3 separate regions of the Mus musculus genome follow, and regions 1 and 3 are each linked to region 2. Evidence: chromatin contacts called from public ChIA-PET and promoter capture Hi-C data. All regions are on one chromosome and are shown on one strand. Each heading gives the region's core, a stretch centred on a gene start, on an enhancer-like site or on the middle of the called end of the contact. The rest is flanking DNA. Distances are from core to core; before and after follow the strand shown.

The links. Promoter capture Hi-C pulls out the DNA fragments that hold promoters and counts their contacts. ChIA-PET counts read pairs in DNA pulled down with a chosen protein or histone mark.
Region 1: a contact with region 2 is called in a promoter capture Hi-C map of hippocampal neurons, with 3 times the contacts expected there. The contact joins the enhancer-like site here to the promoter of Tnpo1 in region 2. A contact is called at or near these places in 7 of 39 promoter capture datasets (the 3T3-L1 cell line, cranial neural crest, frontonasal cranial neural crest and 3 more).
Region 3: a contact with region 2 is called in an RNA polymerase II ChIA-PET map of memory CD8 T cells, with 15 read pairs. The contact joins the promoter of Btf3 here to the promoter of Tnpo1 in region 2. A contact is called at or near these places in 1 of 39 promoter capture datasets (pre-B cells), 1 of 484 Hi-C or Micro-C datasets (embryonic stem cells) and 1 of 115 datasets of contacts at active chromatin or transcription factors (memory CD8 T cells).

What each region holds. Positions count from the first base shown.
Region 1 is chr13:99,847,227-99,852,071 of GRCm38.p6, reverse strand. No RefSeq gene overlaps it. Among named protein-coding and RNA genes, the nearest start is that of Cartpt, 51 kb to the left of the region's middle. Within about 2 kb of position 2,266, at least 5 of the 459 cell types and tissues checked have an H3K27ac peak or open chromatin away from gene starts, as enhancers often do. A contact at or near this core is called in hippocampal neurons, where this site is marked.
Region 2 is chr13:98,923,316-98,928,136 of GRCm38.p6, reverse strand. Tnpo1 (transportin 1) reads left to right here and starts at 1,753. Exons shown (of 24, transcript NM_178716.3): 1 at 1,753-1,886. The coding sequence starts at 1,872. It overlaps Gm52051 (translation initiation factor IF-2-like), which reads right to left and starts at 3,725. Exons shown (of 2, transcript XR_003950643.1): 1 at 731-3,725.
Region 3 is chr13:98,315,205-98,319,528 of GRCm38.p6, reverse strand. Btf3 (basic transcription factor 3) reads left to right here and starts at 2,562. Exons shown (of 6, transcript NM_145455.3): 1 at 2,562-2,904; 2 at 3,231-3,299. The coding sequence starts at 2,779. Gm9828 (predicted gene 9828) reads right to left here and starts at 2,413. Exons shown (of 4, transcript NR_137279.1): 1 at 1,920-2,413; 2 at 384-455.

The sequences.
Region 1 (4,845 bases), core at 1,017-3,516, 920 kb before region 2:
TAGGGAGACCAATTCAGTTTGTATGCAGGTCAGGGGTCCCAACAGCACAAACCATTAAGTTCTTCCTGTGTGCCCCCGAATGGGCTGATCTGAAAAGCTGAGTGGGGGAGGGAGGGGTGGCAAAATGATAATAATAAGCTAAGAGTATGCATTCAGTCCTGTGGAATAATGAGTACCACTTCTTCTTTTGACAGATTATCAGAAGAGAGTTACCTAATCTGTAAGTTGTCAGGGCAGGCTAATTTGCTGTGTCCTTATGTAGCTGAAGGGACTCCCTCCCTGCCTTTTCATTTTGATGAGCCAGGCACACTTTTAGCTGCTGGCCATGTTGGTGCTAGAGCCCATAGGTACTTCTCTGTATTGGTGTCCCACATGCTCACGTGAAAACACACTTAAGCAACACACCTTTCTATATCACCCGCCGCACACACGACAGGAAATGCTTATGCACCCGTGAAACCAGGGGGAGAACAGAGCTGGTTACTTTTGGAATGTCCTTATGCTACAATTATCTAGATGTCATTTAAAAGTGAAGTGGCTACAGGAGGGGAGCGGGTAGGAACAGAGAGGGAGGGAGCGAGGGAGGGAGGGAGGGGAGGAAGGAAGGAGGGAGAGTGACCCAAGCATTTAAAATAAACGAAGTCATGCAGCAAAAAATGTCTTCTTAGCCAGTGTAACAGTTCCCGAAATCACTTCATTCAAGTCCTTTCTTACAAAACAACCCCTCTTCTCCTTTAAAAAAAAACCCTTGGCTTCAGCTCACGTGGGTCAGCAGAGAGTGAAAAGAATTGTAATTCCCACCTTGGCCTAACCCCAAACCTGCCTGACCTCAGAATCCAGGATTGCAGCTGGGACTCTTTCCTGTAAGAAGAACTTTGAAGTGTGGCTGCAGTTCTTTCCGTGGCTGCTTCCTGCTCTCTACTCCCTTCCTGTAAGGAAATAAGTTTGCGCATACAATGAGCTCAGGATATATGGAATAGAAATCTTGGTGAGCCCCTGAGATTTGTGGTTTAAAAATATTTATGATTTTTATTTATGCATGCAAATGTATACATGTTTATGTATGTTTATGTGCACTGCATGCATGCAGATGGCCATGGAGGTAAGGAAGTTTTGAATGCATTGGGACTGGAGTTATAGGCAGTTGTGAGCCATCTGATGTGGGCACTGGAAACCCACCATCCTCTGCAGGAGTAGAAAGTGTTTTTAACCAGTGAGCCACTTCTTCAGCCCTGTAATTCATATTCTGTTTACACGTGTGAAAATAAAGATGAATGCGTTCACAAGGTGATAGCTCAGAACTCAGAAAGAAAGATATTTTTTTTCCTGAATTCACCAACCAGGATGTTGGATGCAGCATCGAAGAGCTTCTTTATTGCCAAGCAAAATCAAGTTTTTCTGCATATTTTAAGTTTTATCCTGCAGAAATAAGAGAATTGCTTTGTGTGTCTGCACGTACGTGTGCTCACATGTACATATAGACAGATAGATACATTGACTGATAAAAGAGAACAAAAAGCTAACAACCTGAATGGTGCCAATAGGTATGTTGAATCCATTTTTGCTCCCATATTCCTGACTTTTCCATCCATATTGTTGATTCTTCTCAGCCATTTTACTGACTTTTCCATTTATGTTTTTGAGTATTTTTTCTAGGGTTTGAAGGATTGAACCTATGTTGGTATTCTCCTTCAGTTCACCGATATTCTATCTATCTATTTATTCATTCGTTTGTTTGTTTGTTTGTTTATCTATGTAATATGTATGTATCCCTGAGTGTATGTATATGTGCATATGTACAGGCAGGAGCCTGTAGAGGTCAGAAAAAGGCATCAGATCTCCTGGAACTGGGATTAGAGATAATGGTGGCTGCTGTGTGTGTGTGTGTGTGTGTGTGTGTGTGTGTGTCGCGCCTGTGCTGGAAACTGAACCCAGGTCTTCTATAAGAGCCCATAATTGATGAGCTATCACTCTATCCCTGATTGATCATTTTTACCTGGGTAGAGGGTGGGGAGGGGACTTCATTTGGTATTTTATCTCCACCAGTGTCTTGAGTACAATCGTCAAGGAGTCCCTTGTCTTTTTCCGTTTTTTGCATTTCTGCGGCAGTTTGAGCATCTGCTGTCTCTGGTGGCTATTCTGGATTTTGAGAGAGTCAGCGTTCTACCTAAACGTCTGCTCTGAAAGGCACGACTCCCAGTCTGCTCACCAAGGGGGAAACACGCGCTTATAGCAGCAGCAACAGCAAACCACACAAGTACGGGTACACTTAAAGTCAACCGCAACAAACAGATGCAAGAGAGCGGAGCTCCGCAAAGCCGCTAGAGTGCGCAGTGAGGCTCAGCGTTATTTAGGAAAAGGTGGGACTCACAGATGAATGAGATAGATGGAGCAGACAGGGAAACACGGAGAAAGGGGAAACACAGTCAAACAGACTAAAGGAGAAGAAGGAAGGGAAGTGTTATGTGGGGTGCAGCTGGAGAGCTGGTCCAGAAGTTAAGAGCACTTGCTGCTGATCCAGAAGATAGAGTCAGATTCCCAGCACACATTAGGTGATCACAGAAAAAAAAAAAAAGACTGTCCTAGAGAGGAAAAAGGCATGTAAACAACATCAGAGTAACATAAAAAAGGAACAATAAGCAAAACATAAAAACTGTAAAACTACAATACAAAAAAAAAGATCCTGCTAAAATGTGGGTGGGTGGGGGTGCTGAGAGATCTCACAGAAAATAAGAGAGAGAATGCATGTGTGTATAAGAAAGAGAACAAAGCTATGATAGCTTGGGCCTGGGTTTCCTTTTTTGCTTTATACCTTATAGTTAGACAGAGTCTATCACCAAGACAGAAATGGCTACTGATCGGCAGACTGACCGCTAGTGAGACCTGGGCATCCTCCTGTCTCAGCCCCAGTGCTCCAGCTGCAGGGGTTTCACCCATGTCGTCATGGGTGCTAGGGATTTAATCTCAGGGCTCTACGGTTGTACAGAAGCACCTTACCCATTGAGACATCGCTCTAGCCCTTTCAGATTACATGCTGAAAATCATTCTTGTCTATTTATGTCAGTATGTGTATACCTGTGTGTGCTACACGCTACTGCACACGTGTCGAGGTCAAAGGATAATTTACCAGAGACAGTTCTTTCTTACTCCACAGGGATCCCAGGGAGAGAACTTGGGCTTCCTATAAGTTTCTTGTCTTATCGGTCTCTTTGTGTATTTTCTGTCGGATCTGAGATTACACATTTGATATTATCGAGTCATTAGTCTGTTCAGTCTATGGTACTATGTACTTTCCAGGATGTTATCTTACATGTTCTCAGTTATATGTAAAAACTTTCAGATAAGCATAATATATATTTTAGAATTTATTTTACTTGATGAGACTGCGGATGGCTTCCTTCCCTTATTCCATTTCTTTTTGTTTTTCAAATTTCTTGTGATAAGTGCATGCTATTTAATAATGATAAAATAAACTTAAATCAAAAGGGAATCTTTCAGAAGCCAGATGGAGCACACCTTTAATCTCCACACTCAGGAGGCAGAGGCAGGCAGACCTCTATCAGCTGGAGGCCATCTTCGTCTACCTAGTGAGTTCGAGGACAGCCACAGCTACATAGTGACGCCTTGTCTCAACCAAGGTGAATAGGTCAGGATGGAAGAGTGGAGCTGGAGGGCTTCGTGGAGGAGATGATGGAACTGTGGGAAGATACACACACACACACACACACACACACACACACACACACACGCACGCACACACGCACTCGCACACATTGAGTGCCATGCGAATGATAAGCAGTCAGCAGATGTGTATTGATCAGTCTTATGAGGGTGATCTGAATTTCCATCTGTCCATCTTTCCAGTGTGAGAGCTGACTGGCTTCTTTGGCTGTCAAATCAGACTTGTAGGCTTCCTCAAACACTTTAATTTTACACTATCCAGGGAACACCTAAGATTCAGGATCCTCCCTCCAAGATGAATCACTGAATTTCTGCCCAATTTCTTCACCTTCATCAGCCAAATCGCTCCCCACCTCGGTACCTCCATAGTCAATATTTTTAAAAATTGTATATTAGAGGAATTCCAGTTAAGTAAAGTTTTGCTGAATGCATTTTGCAAAATTTCTAACCTATTAGGCCCTTTTAAATTCTCACTCTGAAACAATTTTGTGATTAAATCACAGCACTGCAAGGCGATGCCTCAGGGTTGCATTGGGCCGGAAGATCTGGAATGGAGCAGAGGAGACAAACACCTTTCCAGTTACTTTCCAGACCGCTTTAGTGACATTTACAGCCCTGGTATCTGGGAGGCCCTCTCGCCCCCGACCCGAGGATGTGCAGGATCGGCATTTCCTGTAACAGGGTCAGGTTGCAAACTGCAGCGCCATCTTAAAAGACTCACAGCTCGCAAGGTGATGCCAGTCGCCGTCTTATAATCTGGGGTGATCCTCATCAGGGCTGTGAGAGCCAAAGCAACCAAGAGATTGCAGGCTCGTTTCTCTCCCGGCTGCAGTCTAGTCAGCAACATTTATTTTAGGGCATCCTTAAGCTTCCTTATGCAGAGAGATAATCGCCTGAAATAAGTTTTTTCCAAATCACATTCCCTTTTTATTTCTGGAGAACATTTCCCCCTCAGGGGAACTTCTAAGGCATGGACACATTGTGACATTCATGACCGTGGATTAAATTAAAATTCCCTCTATCAGTGTCTGCTGAGTTCCTGTTTCCGGCAGATCTGCTGTCTGGCGGTGACAGTGGCCTGTAACCTGTTTCTACCACGTATCTAGCGAAATAGAAAAAGATCACAAAATAAGAATCTTCCTACTTGCTACATGTACAGTGATA
Region 2 (4,821 bases), core at 504-3,003:
TGGACCCCTGGAACTGGAATTATGAACGGTTATGAGCTACCTCATGGTTGGAGACTAAAACCCAGGTCCTCTGCAAAAACAAAGGCTGTTACCCTCTGAACCATTTTCCCAGCCCCTAATCTTATAGATTTTAATGCTATTTTATTTTTTAAATCTCCAGCAATGTAAGATTCAGTTACCACAATCACACAATCATCTGATTTTTACAAGTCTCTACTCTACAATGAAAGCTTTTAAGTATAAAATAAGACCTGTTTACATTTTTCCTTGCAGTAAATTTTTTTGCAGACTCACCAAACTGCTCTGGAGGAAGGTTTACATTAAATTGTTTTTCTTAGGACATATTCCTTCTTAGAAAATTCCTTTCCAAGAACACTACTCTATCTAACTTCTATTAAATCAACATTTAAAAATGTTTATTTTATTTGATAGAGACAAAGTTTCTCTGTGTAGGCCAGGCTGGCCTGGAACTCAGCAATCTGTCTGCCTCTGCCTCTGGAGTGATGGGACTAAAAGTGTGGGCTGCCATGCCTGGCCATATTTTAGTAATTTTAAATATTTTCCCTTTCAATTTTCAGCTTTCTGATGATAAAAACCATCTTTTAGTCTCAAACTTTGAGTTAAGCTAATTGTAACACTAAAAAGTATTACAAGTGAAGATTTTTAAGCTTCTTAATAAATAAGTTGTAAATATTTAGCATTTTTCAAGAATTAGGTACAATAATTTTACCTGTAAAGTGTATGGAGAGCAATCACTGCCTAAACAAGAAGTATGTAACACTAAGGCAGTTGAAAGCACTGATGTGAAGATAATTCTCGCTGGCCACTCACTCAGAAAAAAGGACCACCTTGCTGTGCATATTTAAAATACTCATACGTGGTAAGTTTGTGTAAAAATAACCAGGCAGGGAAGAACGATTCTTCCAAGACCGGGTTTCTCAGTATAGCCCTGGCTGGCCTTGAACTCAGAAGTCTGCCTGACTCTGCCTCCCAAGTGCTGGGATTAAAAGCGTGTGCTACCACTGGGAAGAACAATTCACCTCTCTTCATTACCATTATTGCAACTGGCTTGAAAAGTGCCTACCTCTCCCATTTTAAAACACTTTCAGCTTGAAGTTACAGTACCTCTCTGGTGGTGGCTGTATAAGGAGAGAGGAGAGCTTATTATCTCCAAGCTCAGGGAACTAGCTTTATAGTAGAAACATACCTAGAGATGTAAACCTAATTTTCTAAATCATTTCATTTGGTTTTATATGGTAGTTTCGTGCTACATCAGCACATTTCAGAAGCCCCTGTGTTATCAAGGGGGCCGCCGTCCGCCCACACCCTTCTGCCTTGTCCCAGGAAAGCTGTAACAGTTCGACTGTGGGACGAGCGGCCTGGTGGGTGTCGCCGGGCTCTGGGCTCGGCGGTCTCCCGGGGGGGACACGAGTGCACTCCGGGCACGCACGTCACCTGCCGCCGGAAGGGCCGTGCATCTGGGCGTTCACACTCAACGGGCTGGGCAGCGGAGGCCGCGACTGAGCCCCAGGCTGGCTTGTGGGGGCTGCAGTGGGCGCGAGGGGGTGTGAGGCGGGCACGGGGCCGAGGCGTCGACCCCGGGACCCCGCTTGGTGAAAACCGCTGGGGCGCGCCGCCCGCCCGCCCGCCTTCCCGACGCAGGCCAGCAGGCCCAGGCCGCAGTTTTCCCAGCCCCGTCGCCGTTGCCAAGGCGACCGCCGCCGAAGATTCCCGCGCCGGGCTCCGCCCCCCGGCCAATCGGACCGGCGCTCGCCGGAGCCCGGATTCTCTTTGTTCCGCAGCCATTTCAGGCCCCGGACGGGAGGCAGCGCCGCTTCGGCAGAAAGGCCCGAGCGCCGGAGGCCTCTGGGATGGTGTGGGACCGGGTAGGTTGGCGTGAGGGTGCGTGGCCAGGGCGGAGGCGGGTGGGAAGCGGCCCGAGCGAGCTCCGACCGGCCGCCGCGCCGAGGGGACCGCGCTCCGCTGTCCGCCCTCTCGGACGGGGCCTGGCCGTTTGGAGCCCGCCGGCGACGGCGCGGTTCTAAGCCCAACAGCTGCGGTCCCGGGCGCCCTGCGGGTCCCGGACAGGGCAGGCGGCGCCCCAGGAGCGGGAGGTCGGTCCTGGGGGTGGCGGGAGGCTGGCGGGCCGAGCCGCTGCGATGCCCGTCAGGCCGCACGGTGCGAGGGCCCGAGGTCGCCGGTCTTTGTCCCGGAGCCTCGCACACTCCGGTTTCTGCAGCCAGCTGATCCGTCTCCCCCGAGGGCCTGCTGGCCTCGCGACCTGTGAACATAATTTTAATGTTTGTAACTACGGGTTTTGCTTAGGTTTGTGGGTTTTGCACGTCTGCCTCTGTCTGCCCACGCCACGGGGAAGGGCCGCCGAGGAACAGACCCGCCACCACAATCAAACTGGCTTTAGAAAGGCTTTCTTCCTCTTAGAAATGATCTCGCGGGGCTTAATTTTTTTTAATCACGTGGGGTTTGCAGGGATTGTTTACAGTTTCACTTTGTTACGCCAGTCGCGAATCAGCTGTTAACTGTAGAAACGAAGTCAGAGGCTGTCCACTAGTTGGGGAGATTGTATTAAGAAGCTTAGTATGTCCTGTTCGAAAAACAGTGATGGCTTCAATGAGTACGTAAGCAATGCTTTTCCCCCCTAAAGAGAAGACGCTCCTTAAATGCAAAATATTCGGTGAAATCAGTATTTGGAACTGACCTGTCTGTCTGCAATGTGCACGCTCAGACGTGTTCATCTTTAGGATACCAAAAGTACCTGCTGGGTTTTGAGTTTCCCTATCGAAACTTTCACTTAAGTGTGGTAAGAAAGTGTGCTAATGAAGTAAGTGGATGGTTTGTAGTTGGTGAGAAGTGATCCTTGTTACTGTCCTGTAACCCTCCGTCCTGGTTCTAGAGAATGGCTGGTCTATGTGGAAATTTGCAAGTGCAAAGGAAAAATACTACTTTAGAGGTGGCCGATTTATTTTAAACTCCTTGACACTTGCCGTGTGTGGGTGAATAGTGGTTTGGCAATTCAGCTTTTACTTGAGTCCGTGTACACCTACTGCACTGTGAGTGGTTCGTCTTCCCTTTCTGAAGAGGGCCTCGGCCTTCCATTAGCCATGTGCTTTTCCATCCTGCCCTGGCCAGAAATTACTGAATTCCTCCCACTGAAAGACCTATAGAAAATATTTTTGTATTTCTCCCTCCATTCCTAAAAGCCTTTTTGCCATTATATAATAGCAACAGGATAGAATTTTATCTTAAAAAAAAAAAAAGATCCTAGCTGTGCCTTTTTGCCATTATATAATAGCAACAGGATAGAATTTTATCTTAAAAAAAAAAAAGATCCTAGCTGTGACTATTTCCAGTATCAATAATTGTTATAGTCATTGTTTTATGACTATTTTTTTTTACTTATGTTAAAGTGATTGTGTGCATTCAGTTTTCTTAAATTGTGTTGAAATGTGAACATGTGCTATATTTAGAGGAATTTCTTGTGTTTGTTAGCCATATTGGCAAGCTTTTTTTTTTGAAAAGAAATCAGGTTCTAAGGAAGCCAAGTCAAGTTCCACATGAAGTAAATGTAACCAGAATAAATGAAAGAGAGGAAGGTGACAGCATGCGGACTGCCTTTGGAGGCAGAGGCAGGCAGATCTCTGAGTTCCAGGACAGCCAGGGCTCCACTGAGAAACTCTGTCTCCAAAAACAAACAAACCAGGAAAGAAAGAAAAGAATGTGGTATAAGATGCCAAAGATTTGGCCCTCCCCACCCCCCCCAAATGCTTACGTGCAGAGATTGAGAGAGCTGAACTAGAGTGTAACTGGTGATTTCAGAATCACGGAGGACAGTGCACCTTCCAAAAGGAAACTTCTCACAAGATGAGGTCCTGCTTGGCTAGTGTTAGTAAGGCTCTAGCAGGTTAGAGGAGTGTATTCACTGTTGGACAGAGGTTTGTGAGAGTGGGTGGACTGTGGTTAGTCAGGTAGAGGTTAGGAAGGGAGGTTCTCAAAGCCTTTGTGTGGTTCTGACACATCTATCCTAGGCACTGTTCTTAGAAGGACTGTAGTTGGTGTGATGAGTAGAGTATTCGCTTTCAAGCATCTTCATGCACAAATGAAACAAGAAACGAGGATGGAGATTTGTCTTCAAAAAAAAAATTTTTTTTTTTTTTGAGACAGGGTTTCTCTGTAGTCTTGGCTGTCCTGGAACTCACTCCGTAGACCAGGCTGGCCTCGAACTCAGAAACCCACCTGCCTCTGCCTCCCAAGTGCTGAGATTAAAGGTGTGCGCCACCACACCCAGCTCACATCTTATTTCTAAAAGGCAGTCAGTGGCAGTGGAACTATTTGAATTTAGTACAGAAAGGAGACAGGTGGCTCTCAGTGTGAGGGGTTTGAATCATCGGTGTCCTTCTAATGGCTTAGGTTATGATACAAGGTAGGCTTGTCCTGCATGTGGATGGGCAATCTAAGCCAGGCCCTTTGTAATTGTCAGTGTAACGTGAAACAGGTTACATCATCTCGGTTGTGTTCTGAGAACTGAGTTCACTTAGGAAGCTCTCAGAACCAGGCCCACATGGAGTCGATGCTCCACAAATCACTAATGTTCTCGTCATCATCGTTTTCAGTGTTTTTTATAACTATGAGAAATAAACTTAAAATTGCCAATTTCAGGATGGTACAGTAATTTATCTAAGCCCTTCAGTGTATTTTCTACAAATGTGTATATTTACACAGTTGAGATTTTATTGCATAAGTAATTTTCTGCTTGCATTTTCTTAAGCTAATAAGTGATATTGTTTGTTTTTTTATGAATGTGTA
Region 3 (4,324 bases), core at 1,313-3,812, 610 kb after region 2:
AGAGATGCCTCAGGAGAAATGCCCTTGTCACATCACCTTATGACCTCAGCTCAATCTGTGGGACCCATAGTGAAAGTAATTCAATTCCCAATAATTGTCTTCTGTCCTTTACACACACACACACACACACATGCACACACGCACATTCATCTTCAGTCATTTCTCAAAACTTCTTGTGGGTCATAATTCCCCTTAAGAATTAAGCCTGAGCTGGGCAGTGGTAGCACATGCCTTTAATCCCAGCACTCAGGAGGCAGAGGCAGGTGGATTTCTGAGTTCGAGGCCAGCCTGGTCTACAGAGTGAGTTCCAGGACAGCCAGGCTATACAGAGAAACCCTGTCTCAAAAAAAAGAAGAAGAAGCAACCTGATGTCAAGTAAATACCTGGTTCTTGCTGAAGCCAATTCAAGTTCCAGTCAGAGATGAAAATGACCATATATTTTGTTTAGACATGTCCTATGAATCAAGGAGAGCAATCATGTTTTTTTTTTTTCTCGAATTCTGTTGACAATGCTAAGTAAGCAGCTCTTGCATTGTTCTATATGAGCAGTAAAGGGTGGGAGGCAAGCCTTTACACTTGCTGTAGACAGCCGGAGCAAGTGGGAAATGGTAGTCCTGAAGACAGACCGCAAATGGTAACTTCTAGAGGAAAAGTAAAACAATAACAAAGTCCTTCGATTGTTTTTTAAAAGGCTGGTATATAAATATTAGCAAAATCTGAAGTCCTGGTGCAGCAAGGGTCAAAATAAACATCGTCTTCCTTACAGTTTGGTGATTTTCAAAATCATACAAGTCTTCTATACCATGACAGAATAGGGGAAAAGAAACTAAGTCATATTTCTTGAATATAGGCCTAAAAGATGAGACAGGTATCAGTTACATATTGTAGAGTTTTATGTAAAAATTCAGAAAATATCATGATTAGGAAGTTTCACATACTTTCAGTGTAATATGAAGAGTAAAATATTCTACAGATAAACATTTCTTTAAAAAGAACTAGTTAGCCGGGCGTGGTGGTGCATGCCTTTAATCCCAGCACTTGGGAGGCAGAGGCAGGGGGATTTCTGAGTTCGAGGCCAGCCTGGTCTAAAGAGTGAGTTCCAGGACAGCCAGGGCTATACAGAGAAACCCTGTCTGGAAAAACAACAACAAAAAAAAAAAAAAAAAAAAAACAAAAACAAAAAGAACTAGTTTTACCTTTTATCCATCATATGTAACACAGTCATGTTTTATATATTTTCTGTAGCACTGAATTCTGTTGCCTCATCTCAGTTATTTGGAGAATGGTTAGGTACTTCATAGGGTAGACAACAAGCATGGTTTTCTGAGACAAACTTACTTGTTCGGATAAAAGAAACATTGTTGTTGTTTCAAGAAAAAGAACTTGTTACAATTTTCTACATAGCAACGTAGTTGTCTCTCCCGATTTTTTAAATGACTCATCGCTGTTGCAAGAAACTCTTGTGTAAAAAGGTTTCCAAGGGGAAAAAAAATTGATTTTAGCTAGAGTATTCATTTCGGCAACTTTTCTGGATAAATTGTATTCTCTAAAAATTCTAACACAACTTTCTCTTTGGAATATTCAAAAACATTTCGTAGCTAAGATTGGAAAAAGGCTTAAGCACACAGAATTTTCACTTAACCTCTTTTTCTTTTTCGTTTTTTAATCTTCATATAGGGATTTTCTAAGGTTATCTTAAAATTTGTCTGGGAATGGTGCTAGACGACTATAATCCCAGCATTGGACAGAGGGGCTCTGAGGCCGGAGAATAGCTGTGTGCTTCAGACTAGCCAGGATTACTTATCGAGACACTTTTTAAAACAACCATCAAATTATGCAACAACAACAAAAAACAAAAACAAAAAAACAAAAAAACGACAACCACAATTCGTGCTGGAGTTCGGCAAACTTTAACTCACAGCCACGTTTTTACCCCCAAGCACGCAGGCTCAAATTCATCTTGGAAGAATTCAAGGTAAAGTTTGCTCCATCGTGAATGCTTCATGGTCGAATCCATGACGATTCGAGATCAGGGAGTCGATGGTAGAGGTGTAGAAGGGTTAAGAGGTTACAAATCTTGTTACCCTGTTTCAACCTTGAATAAACCGAATTGCTGAAGGGTGGAGATCTGGAAAGCATTCCGAACATGCTTTCTAGACATTCTGAGTCGCGATTTCTACATCACCCAAGTCACTTAATTTTGGAAAGCAACATTAGCCTGGCTGATTTCGATAGTTTTTTATTTACACCCGGCATTGAGCAGACACTGCAGCCTACTGGACAAAGCTGGACGCCCTACGGGGTGGCCACAGGGCAGACTGATTTAACCACAGCTCTACAGGGAGCCTCACTGTCCGATCTATCCGCGGCCTTTCCCAGGACCGCGGACGGCGACCGCGGGTCCCAGCTCTCCGGTGCTGCTCCCGGCCCGCCGCTGGACGAAAGGAAAGAAACAGCCGCGGACCGGCCCCCGGCTGCGCATGCGCGGCGACGCCAACTCCGCTTCCTGAATTCTGGAGGAAGTGGCGTCGCGTTACTTCCGGCCTCCCTCTAGCTGCCATCTTGCGTCCCCGCGTGTGTGCGCCTTCTCTCAGCTGGTCTGCCCGAGACCCCCTGAGCGTGAACCTTAGTTCCCCGCGCGGCGCCATTTCCACTCCGACAAGGTACAGAAAAAAGGCCGTGGACGCCGGCGTGGGAGGAGACCGGGAGTTGGGGGTGGGGCGGGCGTTTCCCGGCAGGAGCGAGGCAGGGAGGGGACGGACGGAGCTGAGGAAAGCGATGCGACGGACGGGCGCTCCCACCCAGGCGGACTCTCGGGGGCGAGGGCGAGCCAGGGGCGGCTGGCCCGGGGCCGAAGCGACGCCCTCTCTCCCTCTCGGCGGAAGCCGAGGACGGGAGTCTCAGGTACCGCGAGGCCTGCGGAGAGTGGCCGGGCCGGGCAGGCCGTGGCGAGGCCTCGGCCCAGGCCGGGCAGGGCGGCGGGGAGCGGGGGATGCTCGGTCGCCGTGGGGCTGAGCCCGAGGCCGGGCCGGGCCGGGCGGGGGAGGGGCGAGGGGCCCTGTGCGCCCCGGCGAGCCTGGAGGGGTGAATTGGGGATCCAGGCCTCAGCCCGAGGGGGACGACGTTCTCCTGCGAGTGTAGCGGGAAATAACGAGCGTGGAATGCTGGAGGGGGGGCCCGGCCGTTCTTGTTCTTGGCTGAGGATTTTTTTTTTTCCTCTCTCTTTGTAGATGAAAGAAACAATCATGAACCAGGAGAAACTCGCCAAACTGCAGGCACAAGTGCGCATTGGTGGGAAAGTAAGTTTCTTTTTTTTTTTTCCTCCTTTCTTTTTCTCTCCTCTCTCTCTTCCAAAGTTCCGTTTGCATTTCTCACGTTGTTGGGTTTTTTGTTTTTTGTTTTTTTTGTTGTTGTTGTTGTTGTTTTTGGTTTGGTTGGTTGGTTTTTTGGGTTTTTTTTGTCACTTTGCTTGGCAGGGGACATTTCGCAAAGCTAGCAAATCCAAGGGAAATGAGACCAATACTAAGAGACAAGGAGGAGATAGATAGATAGATAGATAGTAGGGGTGAGGTCGGTCATCGAGTAGAGAAGAAAATAGCACTTAAAAACGGTGCCTTGCTTGCAAGAGGTTCAGGATTATGGCGCATATAAACAAATGTTACTGGATTTTATGAATGGGGGGGAAAGTATGTTCTCTGCCAAATCTTTGTGTACCGTGTACCCTTGACTTGTACAATGTTGGGGGTGGTTATTTTGTTACCTTTGAGTTGTCCTGAGATCCAACACATGTTTTGGTACATGCTAGAGGACCTCTCAACTCCCAAACTGCATTCCCACCCCATTTTTTTTAAAAGTAAGTTAACTGAAAGTATTGGCTTTTCCTGTTCTACTTAATGATTAGGTAATTTTATTATTATTATTATTATTATGAAGATCTTCTGCTCTTCTGCATTGCTTTCTGAACTAAATGCTCAACAGACTAATTGTCTTTTTTAGGGTATTTGAGGATACCTTCCTATTTAAATTCGTGAACAGTGTTAGGTTGGGAAATCCTACCTTAGCACATGTCTTTTGTTCCTCAACCTTTGTAATTATGCTACAGTGAGAGAATGCAAATGTGTTGGCAGGTTGGTTTCTCCAAGTGGATTCTGCTCTGAAAGAATTGAACTTGGTGTTGGTGCTGGGTCCACTCCAGATGAAGAGCTCCTTAGTTTCAAGTATCGAGTTAGCACATTCCTGGTGTTTAACAGGTTGAAGCATGGAGTCTCCGAGAAACCTGTGGAGCTTCCATAGTACAAGTTTATTACCTATTAAATTGTTCTAA